Linked DNA regions of Muntiacus reevesi: region 2 is linked to region 1. Evidence: chromatin contacts called from public Hi-C data. All regions are on one chromosome and are shown on one strand. Each heading gives the region's core, a stretch centred on a gene start, on an enhancer-like site or on the middle of the called end of the contact. The rest is flanking DNA. Distances are from core to core; before and after follow the strand shown.

Region 1 (2,603 bases), core at 36-2,535:
AGCTCCGACAAACTTAAAAAACGTGTTTTTTTTTTTTTTTTTTTAACTCTTCTACTCCAGTTTTTTTTGTTGCATTGTGGAGCACAGTGCCTATCTCCAGAAATAAAAGAAAAAATATTGCAATGCAGAATTCCTAACCTTTACTGAGGCGCTTCCCAGAAAACAGAAAATATAATCTTTGAAAATAATCTAAAACAAAGCTTCAAAGACTTCATGATGCATAAATATTCAGACATTCCTCAAGGAAGTACACTGCACCCTGCCTGTTTGGGTCTAAAATGCATATTGTCATAAGAACAGCCTGGTCGTCAAAGTGTAAAGTCTAACGTCAACACTGGGAGACATTACGCACATCATTAAAAACGCTTTACACTTATTTACATAAATTCAAACACGTTATTACACTCGTTCAGTAAACTTCTGAGAAGCACCATGTATGATGTCATGAGTTTGTCATTTAACAAACTAAAATCTTATTGCCTCCAAAACAAACGTGGTAGGCTTTCAGTTAATTTTCCAAACAAATTAAGTTGCCATTTGTAAACAGCCATGTCTAATTGAGAAAAGGAGGCCTGAAAACCCCGGCTCGAGGGCAAACATTTTATGGGGCCTAACTCTAGGTGGCTCACTTTCCTCATCTAAGAATATAAAGGCTGAAACAATTGTCCGCCGCCGCCCAAGGGTTTTTTTTCCTCCAGTATTTTGTCTTTTCAGCAGGAGTCGAGAGGATTCAGTTCGAAGAGCAAGAAGCATGGAATAATTTAAAATATGGATGTCAATACTATGCTTTGGGGCGTCCTTCCCCACACCACAGAAACCTTCAGAGGCAAAGAGGAAATGCACAGCAGCCCCGGACAAACCCTCACAAACCCTCGGTACCTCCCCCGCCCCCTCAGTGTTTTCCAGCGAGTCTTTGCCTACGCTGTGCGAAAGAAACAGACGACTACACGACGTCTGCCCAAATAGCTGGATTAGGCTGCGGACTTGGCCCTGAAGCTTTTATGTACTGGGGAAAATGAAGGGGCGGGATCGGAGGGGAGGAGTCAGGGGCGGGGCTGGCTTCAGGGGCGGGGCTGGCTTCAGGGGCGGGGCTGGCTTCAGGGGCGGGGCTGGAACCCGCACCCGACTTCCGGGCTGCGGCGGAATCCCTGCGCCTGCGCGCCTGTGTCGGCTTGTGGTTAGGGAGTCCAGGGCTCTTGGGCTCGCCCTCGCGCCCCCGCCCTCCGCCTCCTCCTGGTCCCATCCCACCTCCGCCCACTTGACGCGATGACGCACGGCAGGTTTGCGGACGTGGCGGCGGCGCACGGCACGAAAGGCGGAGACGTTGGTGGTGGTGGCGGCGGCGGCGGCGGCAGCGGCGACGACGGTGGAAGACAGGGGCAGTCAGAGACGGAGGCTTGGCCATGAACTGGCCCGGGACGGCGGCGGCGGACCTGGTGGCGGTCTCTTCGTTGAGTCCCCCCTGCTAACGGGACAGGTAAAGATGGCGGCCAGAGGTGGGTGCGGGGGTAGGGGGTGACCGGGTCCGGCCGGCGACGTTGGGGCCCCGGCTGCACCTTCGCTGGAGGCGGCGCGGACCCAGCGGCCGCAGATGTGGCGGGCCGGCTGTCGGGAGCTCGGACCCCGGCACCGCTTGGAAGAGACTTCGAGGCAGCGGAGACTTTCGAGACCAGCTCCCCCAAAGCCCCTTGTTACACTCTCGGGGAAACTGAGGCTCAGAGGAAAGGCTTCTTCCTGCCCGAATCCCGGAGCAGCAGATTTCCCAACTAGACACCTTTCTCCCACAACCTCGTGTTTGTGTTGAATATTCGTTGACAGCATCTGGTCCACATCGTCCCAAGTGCGATGACAACATAGGGATCTGAGGTTTAACCTTCGCTAGGTGTAACAGAGAAAGAAAAAAGAACTAGATGTGTGGAGAGGAGGAGGAGGGAAGTTAAGTTTTTAGAAACTCGATTGACCCTGAGAAAACAGTCTCTCTGATACTCTTCCAGTGCTGAAGTAGCTTGTGACCTCTGGCCCTTTTATTGCTGCTTGCTTAAGGAATGTCAAAGCGAAAACACCCAACAGCATTTATAGAGCACGCAGGCCTTGGGAAATAATTTTCAGTTACCGAGTGAGCTGATGAGTGCTTTAACACGGGGTCCATTGGGTTACTTTTTTGCCAGTTCTTGTAATCTACACAGCATGCAGGCTTGTTTCAGTTTTCTGAAGGAGGCATTTGTGCATTCTGTCCTGCCTTAAGAGAACTGTAACAGGTGGAGCGAATTGAGCCAGATGACTTCACTACTGTGTACTTTGTAATCTTTTATATAGTTGGCTGAGATAATTATATATGCCAGGGCCAGAGTCTAGGTTTTCATGTCAATTAGGGACACAACCAACTCTTGATTATTCAGAAACAAACTATCCAGTTTGTGGTATTCTACTGCCTGCGTTACTTCAGTACAAGGGGAGTGGAGATCGTCAGACAGATATACTGTTTCTCAGTGAATCATGGAGTTGCTGCTGCTAAGTGGCTTCAGTCGTGTCCGACTCTCTGCGACCCTGTGGACTGTAGCCCACCAGGCTCCTCTGTGCCTGGGATTCTCCAGGCAAGAATA
Region 2 (2,603 bases), core at 29-2,528, 770 kb before region 1:
AGGTAATTTCATTGACTCCATACAATCTAGATAATTTTATGCTGTTAAGCCTTGCTTCCCATGTGATACACCAAAGCACTCCAATTTGTTACCAAAACATTCTCAATAGACAAATGTACTTGCCCTTAAGATAGATGTATTATGTGAATTATTATGTTGAACAGTCCAAAGCTGAAAATTAAAATTAAAGCTTCACAGAATTAAGTCCTAGTTATATAACAAATCATTCTTTAAAAAAAAAAAAAAACCATCCTCTGGGCTTCACTAACTTCTAACAATGATTTTTCAATGCTGCTGTAAACATTGTGTCAGCTAAAACACTATGTCATGCTGCCTTTTATAAGGTGGTACTTTTTTAGACCAATTCCTATTCTTAACCCTATGGACACAGGAATTGCAATCATGTCATACCCCGCAAATCTAGCTGTAGGTGGTGTCTCAAAAAAAGGATGGCTTCTTCCTTCGAGGAAGTGGTCAAACCTTTTTCCCCTGGTGTCATCAAGCAGACATCTTGGTTGTTTTTCATTGCTATCAAATTAAGAGATGGAAGAGAAAGCAGTGGAGGAGAAAGCAAAATATGTACTAAATTATAGAAGCTTCTCTTCCTTACTCCTTATTGCAATCTCTTTTAAGGTTTCGACTGGGTCACTTCCACTCTGCCTACGAGGCACTGGTCTTTTTTTAAAAAACCCAAGCCAAGAATGCTCTTGGCTACTGAACATTATCTCTTCTCTGGTTTTTATTACATTTTCTTTCTTTTGAAATTCGTTAAGATTATGCTCAGCGACCAGCCCTTGCCCAACCGGTTTCTCCCCTTCCCCCATCTCTCTACACACATCACTTTTTCCTCCTCCCATCCAGGCAGTGGGCAAAACTCTGCAGTGCCGGGAACGCACGCTTCGGGCCGGTCACTCAGCAGTTTTATCCTTACTGGCCTTTGCAAACAGCTCCCCACCCAAACCTTGTCCCCCGGTGGCCCCCTCGGCCATCATCTTTCTACTAGAGTGTGCTCGGTAAGGGACTCCGGCTAGCACATCGAGGGTTTACGGTAGCCTGCCTACCAATAGGAGGCCACAATGCAGAGAAGTCTGGTTCAGCCTCCCGGCAGCCCCAGTGTCTTCCTCCCGTGGCTTACACCTACTGTACCCGCGAGCGAGCAAAAGAGCCAGGGAGCGAGCCGGGCGCGGGAGGGGGCGCGCTGGGAGGGCCGACAGCAGCCGCGGCGTGCGCATGCGCACCGGGGTTGTTTTTCACAAAGCGCCTCTTAAAGTGAGCTGGCAGCTTCCAGCCGCCCGTCTTTGTAAGGAGACCACTGAGACTCGCAGGAGCGCGGAGCAGCCAACAGCCTCTGTGCTGCCCTGACTTTTTAAGAAATCTCAATGAACTATTTGTAAAGAATCGCTGATCTGCCTGCAAGCTTTTTGCACGGCAAAGACATCGATCAGTGTTAAGTGAGGATCACATCGTATATGTGATCTTGACTTTTTTTGTCTTACATTATATTTTTTATAGATTTTGTTATAAACATGGTGCTGGGAAAGGTAAAGAGTTTGACAATAAGCTTTGACTGTCTTAATGACAGCAATGTCCCTGTGTATTCTAGTGGGGATACAGTCTCAGGAAGGGTGAACTTAGAAGTTACGGGGGAAATCAGAGTAAAATCTCTTAAAATTCATGCAAGAGGACATGCGAAAGTACGCTGGACCGAATCGAGAAACGCCGGCTCCAATACTGCCTATACACAGAATTACACTGAAGAAGTAGAATATTTCAACCATAAAGACATCTTAATTGGACACGAAAGAGGTAAGTTTTTTTTTTAACATTGTTAAGAAATTATTAGACCTTTCTTTGGAAAGTACCTTTTCGATTTTTCTGAATTAAACTAATCCTGCTCCTAGAAACATATAGCAGTTTGATAAAGGTTAGCAAAGTTAGATTTGTATTCTCCTTGACATTTATCGTGTGTTAAGCCGTAACGCATGCAGGCATCTGCAAAGTGACTGCAAACTGCACTTATTCAACTACCTCTATACCTGGCTTGGTTTGTGCCATACGCATTTGGAATCCATTTCAACCTTACATATAAATTAAAACCGATTCAGTAATTTTACTTATATGTTTTCAAATGAATTGCTAAAAGCTGCAGTCCAATATTAGATTTTCCCCTTATACGCTGCAACCTGAGATCTTAAAAACTAAGCTTCAATGAAGAAATAACACTTTAAAGTGGGTTAATAGGTGTCTTTCATTTTTTAATACTGACACGCAAAAGACTTTTAAAGAATTGACCGTAGTTCTTTAATAAAGGGTTTCTGTGGCTTATTTTGACATATGGTATCAACACCCCACGTGTTTTTTCCCTATTCTTTCCAATTCCTTCAGAAATTTACATCAGGCGTTCTCTACTTTAAAGGACAACACCTATCATGATGATGTGTTAAAAATCAGTTTTAGAAGTCATTAGGGTCAGAAATTTTCTCTTCCGAGCATCATGCCTAACTTTGGAACGTGGATTCAATGAAACCCCTGCCAGTCAAATGGAATTGAAAAGTATTCGGCTCATTGGATTTGATTTTTGGTTAGAAAAGGAAGATAAAGGG

What was found. Hi-C and Micro-C count contacts between places; a contact is called where the count stands out from the background.
Region 2: a contact with region 1 is called in a Hi-C map of muscle, with 5 times the contacts expected there. The contact joins the promoter of ARRDC3 here to the promoter of LYSMD3 in region 1. A contact is called at or near these places in 2 of 3 Hi-C or Micro-C datasets (blood and muscle).

The regions. Positions count from the first base shown.
Region 1 is chr1:266,284,462-266,287,064 of mMunRee1.1, reverse strand. LYSMD3 (LysM domain containing 3) reads left to right here and starts at 1,285. Exons shown (of 3, transcript XM_065935977.1): 1 at 1,285-1,477.
Region 2 is chr1:267,050,293-267,052,895 of mMunRee1.1, reverse strand. ARRDC3 (arrestin domain containing 3) reads left to right here and starts at 1,278. Exons shown (of 8, transcript XR_010664416.1): 1 at 1,278-1,806.